Linked DNA regions of Capra hircus: region 2 is linked to region 1. A link is a contact called in public Hi-C data. All regions are on one chromosome and are shown on one strand. The core of a region is the stretch at or near the end of the contact, and the rest is flanking DNA. Distances in the headings are between cores, read along the strand shown. Region 1 overlaps PACSIN2 (protein kinase C and casein kinase substrate in neurons protein 2). Region 2 has its middle 9.0 kb from the start of PACSIN2.

Region 1 (6,452 bases), core at 2,766-5,265:
CCCCCACCATGTGACTTTGACAGTGAAGGGGACCATCAGCGTGATGGAGCTTCCTACGGTGAAGGGAGGGATGGTGGGGCTGGGGTCACCCATTTATCAGTCGTTCTCACTCTCAAGACCCTGAAATGGGCTTTGACCATGGATCGGGGGTTGGCCTTTGCTCTCTGCTCTTCTGTCGCTGACGACAATACGGGGCCTTCTGAGCAGGGAGTGGCCCTCCTTGAGCTTTTGCAGGCCTCAGGCCCGGCCCTGCTGCTTCTGGAGCAGCGTCTCTGCCCCCACTTGGGGGCAGCAGTGAGGAGCTTCGTAGAGGGCACAGCTCTCTCATGGTCACACCTCTGGGTGGCCGCTCCGAGCTTCCTCCATTTCCTCCACCACAAAACAGACGTGCAGCTGCCTAATTCCCCTATTTCCCTCAGCAGCTCTTCTGAGGCTCAGGACCCCTGCTTCCCCTCTGGGCATCATGCCCTAGTCCTGAAGCTCAGTGCTCAGCTCATCTCTAACTTCACCTCTCTCTCCAAAACCAGGCTGGGACTTCCTTCTGTGGACACTGCAGGAAGAGGGCACAGGATGGGAGTGGGGCCAGGGGCCAAGCTGGGAGCTAAGGGTTCCAGAACCCTTGCTCACATCTGCCCTCCCTTCTTAGGCTCTTAAAGCTTTTTCCAGCAGCTCTCTGTCAGCAATGTCCCAAGCCCTTACTTGGCCTGACTGTCAAGCCCACCGGTCCTCACAGCCCTCCATACCAGCTCGCCCATCAGCTCCCTGCTGTTGACATTCACAAGCTAGTCCTTCCCGCCTCCTGCCTGCGGCCACCCTGGCCACCCCGCACAGGAGTCACACCCCTGCCTGCCCAGTGCTCAGTGCCGCCCTGTCCTGAGGCGGCACTCAGGGCTGTGGTGAGGTGACGGGTGATCTCACTGATGCAGCCATCTGTCCATGGATCTGACTGAGCAGTGACAAAGGCTCGTCACACGCCGGACACGTGGACGGGTGAGGCATGTGCTCTCAACATGCAAAAAAACCTGCACGATTTACCTTAAGAACATCCTGTTTGCACTTCTCTACTCTGTCTTGCAGTTTCTTAAGCTGCTCAGGGTTGAGGGACGGGTCGGCTCTGCTGTTGTTCTCGCGGGATATCGCCAGCTTCTCCTCCTTGCATGCTGCATGGTAGGCCTTCTTCGCTGCTTCAACCTACAGGGAGAAGGAGTTCCCAAACACCACATTTAAAGGTCAAAATCCTCGCTCAAGGTTACACAGACTGTGGGCAGTGCCTGTACTCTTAAGAGGACAGGGAAGATCAGGTGCAAAGCTGTGTGTCCAGCATAATCACAGCACGTTAAAACAGAGGAGTTCTTTCAGCGAATACTGACGGGGTGCCTGCTTTGTTGTCAGACACCGTCTAGGCAGAAGGAGTACAGTGCTCGACAAAGAGCCTAGCTTTCACGCAGCTCACCATCTAGCTGGGGGAGGCAGCTGCAAGAAAGAGGAAACAGTAAGGCAGTGGCTGACAAACGCCGAGGAGGAGAAGCAAGCAGGGAAGAGAGGCAGGTGCACTGGGGGGTCTGGGCTATAGCTGTACGTAGAACAGCTGGAGAAAGCCACACAGGTGACCTGCAGCGAGACTGTGACGGAGGTGTGGGCCTGAGGGAAGAGCTGGCTCAGCAGCTGGAAACCTAACACAAGAGAAGTGTAACGTTGGGAGAAAGGGTTATAGGCCACATTCCATATTTTTAACGACTGTTTTACATGAATACACACACATATCTATAGATATGGGGGGTGTATGTGTGTGTATGTGTGTAATTTAATAGATGCTTCTTAACTGAGCCAAAGTCACAGATTTCATTCTAGAGCAGAAAGCTGAGTTTGTAACCAGAGCCTCATGAGGCAGTCCGTCATCACAAATGGGACCAGAGACAAGAAAGAAGAGACAGGGGATGTGGCAAAATAGACAAGACACGGAGTAGACAAGGAAAGCCTGCTGTCACAACCCGGAGATGGAAGTCTGCTCAGGGTGACTCTGAGAGGGAGGGAGGCAGTGTGGTTCCTGAGAGAAGTCCGTGATGGGGACGGGACTGGCAGGAAGTAGGGGCACCCTTAGCAATGGGGTGGCCCAGGCTCCAGGTCTGCCTATGCTAAGGGCTGGGGTGTAGTTATGACAGTCTCTGGAGAACCAAGGCTGGGTGAGGCTTGATTTCCATTTGCTGCTTGTAAAATAATGAGTATCAGCATCATTGCAAATTTGAGAGAAAAACTCATATAAGAGAAAGAACCATTTAAAAGTTCAGGGTTGGGAGTGGCCTTGTTAGTGGTTGAGAGCATTTTTGCATGCCACCAACAGCTCTTCTAAAACTGTGCTATTCAAAATGTAGTCCACAGACCAGCAGGCACAGCATCACTTGGGAGATTATTAAAACTGAGTGTGAATAGGCCCCACTTCTGACCTCCTGACCACTATCTCTAGAGGTAGGGCCTGGGAATCTGGGTTTTAGGAAGCTTGCTTAAAAAGCACTATTCCTCAACGGTTTCATCTCAGATAACCTTTGGCAACTAGGACTTACTATTCTGACAGACCAGAAGGTTCAAGACATGGGGGTGGGAGCGGGGTGGGGGCGGGGGGAGGTGCTTCAGTTTTGAGTTCTAGGCTGTGTGTGTGGGTCTCACCCTGCTCCCAGGACAGGAAAATGGGTGGATAAGGGTTCTGTAAAAATGGCACACGAGGCACTCAGCAGGCCCCCTGCGCCTAGGCAGTGGCAGCAACACCGGGGGGGCAGGAGGACTGTCCAGGGGAAGCAGGCAGCGGGTGGGAGGGGTGCCTGCGGGCGGGGCAGGACCCTGGGGCGGATGCACCTCTTTCAGCTTCTTGGCCCAGGGCTTCTGCGCCTTCCGAAAGCCGTCCTCAGCCTCCTTGGTCTCCTTGAAGCCTCCCATCATCTGCTTGTGGAAGGCGTCCTTCTGCCAGTTCTTGATCTTCTCGAAGTCCTCGTTCATCAGCGAGGCCTTCACCTCCAGGTGCAGCTCACTCACCTTCTCCGCCTCGGTCATGACGGCCACCCAGGCCTTCTCCACCGTCCCGTACTGGGGCCCTGGCACAGAAGAGAAGCTGGTGGGTCACTTGGCACTGTGGGGCCCAGACAGGCCCTGGGAGGGGATTCCCTCTGTGAGCCCACCTCGGCACTTAGGATGGGGTTTGAGGCTGGCAGTCTGCCTGCCTGGCTGGGAGGCTTCCTTTTGGCTGTTTCAGATATTTTTCTTAGTGCTGTTCCTTTTTCAGTTCCTGGGATCAAGAAGAGAATAAGGAACTGAAGCTGGATCTGTTTTCTTTTGTTAGGGAAACTGGGGGATTACACAGATTTCCTTTTTGTAAAGACACTGAGCTCTTGAAAAACTCCAAGACGAAGTTTCTTCATCTTGGAAGTTTTGATTTGCTTGAGGCTGGCCTTTGAAGGAGGGCATTCTGAAGTGAACTGACCTCTCTGCCAGGCCAGTCTGAGCCCACCCCTCGGGCTCCTGCTGGCTCCTGGCTTCCCCTGTGTGGGACCACACGTTCCCCTGAGGCCCATTCCCTCCACGAGGAGCTGGGCCCTGGAACCAGCTTGTGGAATGAAGGCCTGAGCCCTCAGTAGAATGGAAGCCCCAGGCTGGGGAAGGAGAGGACGAGACAGGAATCTGGCTGGCTCTGGCCTGGATGGAGCTCTCCAGACAGCAGGGAGGGTTGCCTGGGTCACCTCAGTCACTGTTCTCAGGAAGGAAACTCCTAATCTGACCTGTCATTTTGCTGAGGATGTAGTTGGCCTGAGGTGACAGAGAGATGGGCTGTGACAGAAGCTGAGGATGGAACAGGAGGACACAGGGCCTGCCCTCAGGGTGCTCCCAGAGGACAATGACTGCTGGAGTGGATAATGACAAGAGACATATGGTGTGTGTGCGTGAGTAACTGTTAGCCCCTCAGGACCTCTGGCTTCTCACGTCTACAAGATGAGCAGCTCCTGGTCCTGCCGAGGGGACCAGGACCCACAAAGGTGGAAATAAAGAGTGCTTTGTGAACCTCAGGCTCTGAGTAAGCAGTATGGACACTGCTGACAGCTGGATCCTGAGAGAGGGACTCAGGCAGGTGGAAATAAAATAATGACAGCCACTGCTTCCTGGAGGAGCCGGCCCACTCCAGCCACGCCTCACCCACGCACGGCCACCCAACTCTGCACCAGGGTGCTATTCTCTGCTCCCCAGGTTGCCCATGTCAGCATCCGGGGAAAGACACGTAGTGAGTCTAGACCCCTGATGCCTGGGGGCCCCTCATCCTGGCCTAGCTTCCCCTGGTCAGCCCCTCCAAACCCACCCTGAGAAATGCTCACAAACCCACTTCTTTCCCAGGAAATCCTGTAGTCAATAAAGCTCCCCTCTACTGCTGGGAAGTGCATTCTGAATACCATCCACACATCCATGGTAGCGCTCTCACTGAGCTCTAGAATCGTCTGAGTGTTTTGCGAGAGACAGAAGGGAGGTAAAACCTGCATCGTATAATGGGTTTCCCTGGTGGCTCAGTCGGTAAAGAATCTGTCTGCAATGTAGGAGACCAGTTCAACTTTGCCGGATGTCACCACTGAGTCATGCCTGACTGGCTACTTGGCTGAACTTACAAATATGCAGTCTTGGTGCCAGAAACCATGGTGCTGAGCAGCAAGGCCCTTGACTGGACAGGAGGCTACTAGAGTCTGGGCCTCGATGGAGCTGCTCTGAGTTAACTCAGCAAGCGCAGCATGTCCTCTGCTGACAAGGACTGCCACGGGAGGCTCGGATGCTGCTGGAGGACAGGAGTCCTGTGTCCCCAGGAAAGGGGAGGAAAGCTCACTTGGCCTGTGCTGCTGGGAGAAAATCACAGCTCCCAGACTGTGAGACAAACTCCTGCCCTGATCTTCCAAGAGAGGAAACTGGCTCAGAGAGGGTGGACGGTTCGCCCCAGACGCCCCATGGTGGCCTCCCTACCCTTGTCCACAAGCTGCCTCCAGCGCCGGGCCCATTCGGTGAGCTGCTGCGCATACGCCTTCTCAATGCGTGCCCGCTCGTGCAGGCAGTTCATGAGGTCGGTGCACAGGCGGTGGCCATCGTCGATCCGCCGCACCGTCCGCTTGTAGTTCCCGACCTAGCAGACAGAGCCACGCTGTGAGCGCCAGACCTCCACGCCGGCCAGCTTTTGAGTGCTTGCGCCCCTCCCACTTCAAAGGCCCCCTGCATTGTTAGATGACAAGCTACCACTGGCAGGAGCAGACAAAACCGAGATTCGGAGCTTCTGCATGGCCCATGGGCCAAGGGAGGGAAGCAGACCAGCGTGAGAAGGGTTGTGCGGGAGGGAAGTGAGGGGCTGAGGGCACCCAAGGGGGATCTCACAGACTGAGGGACAGGGACAGCTTCCCAAAGTAGGGAATGTCTAACTAGAAAGATGAAAAACAACAATAGAAACAATTTTTTAGTAGCTCCAATTAAAGTAATTTTATAATTAACATTACAGACCCCTGGCTAAAGACCTTTAAAGCATTACTGGAATTATCAGGTTCTCAGTATTCTTGCCTGGAGAATCCCAGAGACAGAGGAGCCTGGTGGGCTGCTGTCTATGGGGTCGCACAGAGTCGGACACGACTGAAGCGACTTAGCAGCAGCAGCAGCAGCAGGTTGTCTACTGCCTTGATGTCACCATATGCTGGATTATTATTACTTTGCAATTAGAGCAACAAATACTATTTCCCACCTACTGCACCCACCACATGTCAGGCACCATAGGAGGTATTTTACACGCCAAATACTGCCTCTGCCTTAATGAGCAGCAATAACTGTCCCCATGTTAAGATGAGGACACCAAGGCTCAAGGAAGTTGCAGTTTGTCAGGACCCCACAGTAGCAGCCCTAGAGGCTGGGCTGCTGCTGAGAGTTTTCCACATGCTTCCAGGTCAGGGCTTGATGGCAAAGCTCAGACTCTATCAGCTTTGACAAGGGCCAAGGTGAGGCTTGACTACTTTTTCTCACATATGAGAGGAGAGTTAGATTATCTAAATTATAAATAACAGAAGAGTAATTGAGAAAATATTAGTGGCTAATGTGGAGTGAAACATTGAAGTGTTCCTGTGTCTCATTCCCAGAGCTGCTGCATAGAAAGGACACCATGTAGCTGATACTGAGGCCCTTGAGGAAACACAACAGGAAAATAATCTACTGTATTTGCAACCCTTTCTTCCCACTGTCTTTAAAAACCATAGTCACCTTTTTTCCAGTTTTGCAATTTCTAAAAGTCTCTGCCTGGCTGAGCACTCTCATATTTCATCTCTGTTTAGGGTCGATCTGGAAGTTCCTAGAGAACATGGAAGGCTAGTACCGACTTCCACCGAAAAGGGCACAGTCCTCTCTCTGCCGTGCACTTCTGACTTATGAACAGTTCAAACAACCTGAGTTCCTCCATC
Region 2 (6,452 bases), core at 1,863-4,362, 100 kb after region 1:
TCACTCGGTGGGAGCCTCCAACAAAGTCTGAGACCCGCCAGAAACCCACGCTCCAATCCAGACAGCCCCACTGGGGGCAGGGGGTGGGAGAGGCCACCTCCAGGTCAAGTTCAACCAGTTTCTATGCCCAGTGGACTGCCTGTGGTCACCTACTTCCTCTGGGTCTGGGCAGAAAATGGTCAGTCCACACCAGAGCTTGCCAGAGTGGATCCTGGATGGGTTTTGAGCTCTCTGAGCTGGAGCCATGTATGCCACGAGGCAGGAGTGTGTGACGAAGGACCGTTCCTTTTCTTCTCTAGGAGAATGACTGAGGGACAGCAGCTCAGAATGTGTGGTCAGCCAGGTAACAGGCAGAGGGGCAATGATTTCACACTGAAGGGCAGTATTGGGCCAGGAGTGGGGTGGGTGGGAGAGACTGGCAGGAGGAGGCTGCTTTGCGGACCACTGAACATCAAAGCCGAAAGACCCTGAAGGATGAGCAAGAGAGTCTTCCTAAGGTGAGGAGGCAGAGGCCCAGGGAAGCCAGGTGAGCTGCTGGAGGTTTTCCACTCATCAGGGCCAAAGACCCTCTCAAACCTGGGCTTTCTGACTCCTTCCTTCCCTACATGAAGTCTTTCTCTCCCTCCGACACAGCAGACATGGGATACCAGGTACCGAGCTGGGCATGAATGAAAAATAAAATTTTCTCCACTTTCCAGCAACTCATGCTAGTGGGCGCCAGAGGGGGGAGCCTGTGAACAATGACCTTGAAGGGTCCAAGCAATGCCCTGGGGGTCCCGGAGGGCTCCCCAAAAAAGGACCATTTCAGCAGACTCTGAAAGATAAGCATGGCAGGGCTTGGAAGGACATGTCTGAAGGGCAAATCATGGGAGCCGCGGGTGCAGGGTTGTCAGCCTGAGGTGGTGGAGCACAGGCAGATCCTTAGAGGCAGGAGGGAAATGTCCCTCCCAACAGTTTAAGACCAAGGTCAGGGGTATCCAGCCAAGGGCCTGCTCCTGGGAGTCGTCCTCTGAGTATGTGGGTCCTGGCACCTCCTGGTTGGCCTGGGGTGTAAGACAACAGAGCCAAGGCTCCTCCCACTGTCCCTCTGAACACACCCTTCCTGTTGTGACAACTCTGTTCTCTGTGTAACTGGTTCCAGCCCGTGGCTCGGGTTTCAGATTTCGCCCGAGCACTCATTGAGGCTGATGGAAGTATCATGTGGGCCCTGGGGACAGCCAGCCCGCCAAGCCCAGCCCTGCTAATTACAGGTCACAGCTTTCTTGTTAGGTGCCCAGACAGCAGGCACCCTGAGCCAGGCCCTCCCGGGGACCAGGCCTGGGAGACTGCTATCGCACCCTCATTCAGGCAGTCTTCACTCAGCACCTGCTGGGCACACCACCTGCGGGGTGCCTGGGGAGGACCCAAGGGGCTGAACTGGTTCTGACTTCTCCCAGCCCTCAGTACCAATCACAGCTGCCACCCAAAGGACCCCTTTCCATGGGGACAGCCCAGTGATGGTGCTTTATATATGAGAACTCCTGCTTCCTTACACCAGCTCCACTTTGCACTTGGGGAAACTGAGACTCAGGGGGGTAAGATGGCTTGGTCAAGGTCATAGGCTTAAGCTGGCTTAAAACTCAACATTCAAAAAACTGAGATCATTGCACCCAGTCCCATTGCTTCATGGCACACAGAAGGGGAAAAGTGGAAACAGTGACAGATTTTATCTTCTTGGGCTCCAGAATCACTGCAGATGGTGACTGCAGCCATGAAATTAAAAGACGCTTGCTCCTTGGGAGTAAAACTATGACAAACTGAGGCAATGTATTAAAAAGCAGAGATATCACTTTGCTGACAAAGGTCCATCTAGTCAAAGCTATGGTTTTCCAAGTAGTCACATACGGATGTGAGAGTTGGATCATAAAGAAGGCTGAGTACTGAAGAATTGATGCTTTTGAACTACCGTGCTGGAGAAGTACTTCTTCAGAGTCTCTTGGACAGCAAGGAAATCAAACCAGTCAATCCTAGAGGAAATCAACCCTGAGTATTCATTAGAGAGACTGATGCTGAAGCTGAAGCTCTAATACTTTGGCCACCTGATGTGAAGACATGACTCACTGGGAAAGGCCCTGATGCTGGGAGAGATTGAGGGCAGGAGGAGAAATGGATGACAGAGGATGAGATGATTGGATAGCATCACTGACTCAGTGGACATGAATTTGAGCCAACTCCGGGAGACAGTGAAGAACAGAGGAGCCTGGTGTGCTGCAGACCACGGGGTCACAGAGTCGGACACAACTGAATGACGGAACAGCAAGAACAAGCTCTCATTTGGGGAAATATTAAGGAATGGTGATTTTTTTTCCCCCCAGTAAGGAATTGTTTTGTATTTACAGGCTTTGGTGTCATTGAACTCTGAGATCAGAAAAAGCATCTATGAGAAATTTGGATAAACATGTGAGGAGTTATATGAAAATGTTTGAGGCCATCAGACTCATACTCAACTGGGGGAAAAGGGCAGGATGGTTTACTGAGAGGAGAGAGAGGTGAGAGTGAGTTAAACGTGAACTGAAAAATCGAGGGCAGGCAGATGACAGTGGCAGGCACCGAACCAGAAGATGGTTTAAAGCCTCAAGGACATGGAGCTTTAACTGGGTCTCAGGAATGGGCAGGATTTCGATGGGTGGGGACAGGGAGGAGAGAATGTCAGATTGTAGGGCCAGCACCGTGGTCCCCAGGCAGAGCTGTGAGGCTGGGACAGGGCCTGAATGGCTGGGGAAGAAGGATGCCCAGAGGCTTCCTATCATATCTGCAAGTAGGAAATCTACTCCAGCCAAGAGACAGGCCTTTCCAGGTGCTGGGGCTGGTGTTCCAAAGGTGCTTCCAGGCTGAAGGGATTCCTGGGTGGCTGTTCATTAAAATTTTCCATTCAGCCGTCCTCCGGTTTCCTGGCCTTCTCAAAGCCTTTCTGTTTGGGCTCAGTCACCTGGAGGCATGCTGTCAGGAAGTGAACCTAATGTCACCGTGACACCCCCTCCCCCAGTTTTTAAGGCTGTGACTCAGCTTTCACCCAACCCCAGCCTCTGCCCGGTCACCCTCCCCTGGCACTTACCCACATTCCCTGCACTCCAGCTCTTCTCCGCAAGCCTGCGGGTAGGGTCTGGAGCCTGCTGCCCTTGGGGACAGTGGGAACAGAGGCAGCAGATCCAAGAACAAAGCTGTGTGATCGTCATCACTGCTAAGAATAGCCCGACAGCCACCAGGGCCGCCAGGCCCAGGTGCACAAGCTCAGGCACGGCCTCTTTCCACCTGACAAGGAAGGATGGCCTTCACCCTCATGCCATCAGGCACGCTATGAAGACAAGGAAACAGACTCAGGGACGGGAAGGAGCAGACCCATGGTCACACAGCCAGTCAGTGGGCAGGGGCTCCCCTCCGTCCCCAGACTCAGATTCCAGAGTCAGACTTTGAAGTCAAAGACTTATTTAGCACCTACTACCCACTGGCCACTGTTCTGGGTACTGTGCTGAATGAGATGACAAGTCCCTCTGCGGGGAGGGACACTCACAACTCAGCCAGTGAACAGAGGATACGCTCTCAGCGCCCTGGAGCCTGGCCTGTCCTCTCCCCACCAGCCATGCCCGTCTGGCATAGGCACCCTGCTCTCTCCCCTCCCCAGGCCCTGGAGTGACTTCTCCAGAAATGGGTGTGCACGCTCAGTTGCTCAGTCGTGCCAGACTCTGTGACCATATGGACTATAGCCCTCTAGACTCCTCTTCCCGTGGTATTCTCTATATGCCATACCAATCGGGCCAGGGCTATTTTGCCCTTGCGGAGCTAATAGTTTTGTGATGGAGAAAGTGAAAAAGCAAGGACATACCTAAGATAACTTTGCCTAGTAATCAGTGCTTTGAAAAAAGTCAAAAAAGATGGTAAGAGACTGATAATCAGGAAAGTTTCTCTGAGAAAATGCTCCACATGATCAGATGGAACAGGCCCCATGGAGATCAAGGGGAAGGGAATTCCAGGTGAGGGGCCTGCCAGTGCAAAGGCCCGGAGGCAGGGGTGAATGTGAAATCCTCAAAGGTCACTACAGCTCCTGCAAAAGGGCAGAAGGGAGAGCATAGTGGGAAATGAGACTGGAGCTTGAGTTGATTTTAAGTTACAGGGGAAGTTTTCTGGGAGGGCCTGAAGCCTCAGATATGCTCTGACTTTTGCTTTAAAATTTAAGAGAAAAGGAAGACCAGCATAGACAAGATAATCAGAGAAATTTTCATGGAAGAGTCAACAGAACTTTCTTACCACAGAATTAGAAAAGTCCAATCTCCTAGGAGGAATGGAAAATTCACCTGTTTAAAACTGTTTCTACCAAGAAAACAGAGGAATGGTTGGTCCATCAGCACATGAAAAGATGCTCAACATCATTAGTCATCAGGGAAAGGCAAATCAAAGCCACAATGAGACCCCACATTACATCCACAGGATGGCTATAACTAAAAAGAGAAATAATATGTGTTATTCAGGATGTGGAGAAACTGGAACCCTCACCCACCACCGGTAGGATTGTAAAATAGTGTGATTGCTTTGGAAAATAGTTTGGCAGCTTCCCAAAAAGTTAAACATACATTTACGTATGGCCTGGGCTTCCCTGGTGGCTCAGATGGTAAAGAATTTCCCTGCAATTTGGGAGACCTGAGTTTGATCCCTGAGTCTGGAAGATCCGCTGGAGAAGATACCCACTCCAGTATTCTTGGCTGGAAAATTTCATGAACAGAGGAGCCAGACAGGCTACAGTCCATGGGGTCACAAAGAGTCAGACACAACTGAGCAACTAACACACACACACACACACACACACACACACACACACACACACACCTATGACTTAGCAGCCTACATATCCACTCAAGAGAAATGAAAACACTTGTCCATATAAAAACTTATACACAGATGGTCACAGCATCATTACTCACAGTGACTAAGAAGTGAAAGCAACTCGAATGTCATCTACTTGGTAATGGGTAAATAGAATGTGGTGTATCTAGTCATACAATGAAACATCGTTCATGAATAAAAAGAAACGAAATGCTGAGACACACTGCAACATGCATGGATCTCAAGCATGTGAGGCTAAGGGGAAGAAACAAGAGGAAGCAAACAAACCAACCAAAATCCCACATATTATAAGATTCCATTTATATTAAATGTTCAAAAAAGACAAGTCTGTAGCAACAGAAAATAGATCAGTGGTTGCTGGAAGCCAGAAGTACAAGTAAGGAGTTATCGTAAATGGGCCTGAGAGGTCTTGTCAGGGGTGATGAAGATGTTGTTAAACTGGATTCCGATGATCACTGTACAACTCTGTGAATTTGCTAGAGATCATTGAATTATACACTTAAAATGAGTGTGCGGGAGACGTGGCTTCGATCCCTGGGTCAGGAAGATCCCTTGAAGGAAGGAATGGCAACCCACTCCAGTATTCTTGCCTGGAGAATCCCATGGACAGAGGAGCCTGGTGGGCTACAATCCATGGGGTCACAAAGAGTCGGACACGACTGAGTGACTAAACACAAGTACATAATGTGTAAACGGTTGTTATTGTTGTTTAGCCGCTAAGTCGTGTCTGACTCTGCAACCCCATGGACTGTAGCCTGCCAGGCTCTTCTGTTCAAGGGATGCTCCAGGCAAGAATACTGGAGTGGGTTGCGATTTCCTTCTCCGGGGGCTCCTCCTGACTCAGGGATGGAACACGGGTCTTCTGCATTAGCAGGTGGATTCTTTACCGCTGAGTCACCGAGGAAGCCCTGGTATGTAAATTAGACCTCAATAAAACTATTCAAGAAAGATGCTTTCTCCTCTCACAACGACTGGATTTTATGTTCCGTGATAACCAGGACTGACCCATCTTGTTTAGCAAAGTGTCCCCAAGACCTCAAACAGCCAAGTTACACAGTGAGCACCCAATGGGTGGAATGGGGGAAGGAAGGAAGCCTATAAAAAGTAATAGTCTTCAGCTGGGGGCACAGCCCTTCGAAGCCACCCTCTCTCACTTCTCTCCCTAACCCCCCTGTTTGGAAGACTTGCCTTCACGGCTGATCCACTTCCCCTCAGATTTCCCTGCCGCACTTTGGCCCTGCTGTCACCAGGCCCATCAGAGACCCTGCTTGTGAAGTCCCAGAGCCCCTCTCAAGACTGAGCTCAATGATCGCATGAAGCTCTGGTCACTCATTCCTGCATCCTGGCTTCCCTGAGATGCTGAGCCTTCCATGAGAGGCCTTGCTCCTCTGCCTGCTCCTTCCCGCCCTCTTCTTGTTGTTCCTTGGGGTCCCCAGCCTCGGACAATTTCCGGGAGCATCCCTTCCCAGCTGCGTGCCATGGGTCCTTGAATCTATGTCACAGCGCAACTGCAGATCCTTGAGGGCCACCCTGACATCCCGCTGGAGTGTCCCTGAGATTCCTCAAGCTCAACA

The links. Hi-C and Micro-C count contacts between places; a contact is called where the count stands out from the background.
Region 2: a contact with region 1 is called in a Hi-C map of blood, with 3 times the contacts expected there. The contact joins two enhancer-like sites. A contact is called at or near these places in 2 of 5 Hi-C or Micro-C datasets (both in blood).

What each region holds. Positions count from the first base shown.
Region 1 is chr5:112,674,271-112,680,722 of ARS1.2, forward strand. It overlaps PACSIN2 (protein kinase C and casein kinase substrate in neurons protein 2), which reads right to left. Exons shown (of 10, transcript XM_018048866.1): 3 at 4,987-5,143; 4 at 2,851-3,086; 5 at 1,036-1,191. Among named protein-coding and RNA genes, the nearest start is that of ARFGAP3, 35 kb to the left of the region's middle. Within about 2 kb of position 4,016, at least 2 of the 5 cell types and tissues checked have an H3K27ac peak or open chromatin away from gene starts, as enhancers often do.
Region 2 is chr5:112,777,674-112,784,125 of ARS1.2, forward strand. No RefSeq gene overlaps it. Among named protein-coding and RNA genes, the nearest start is that of PACSIN2, 9.0 kb to the left of the region's middle. Within about 2 kb of position 3,113, at least 2 of the 5 cell types and tissues checked have an H3K27ac peak or open chromatin away from gene starts, as enhancers often do.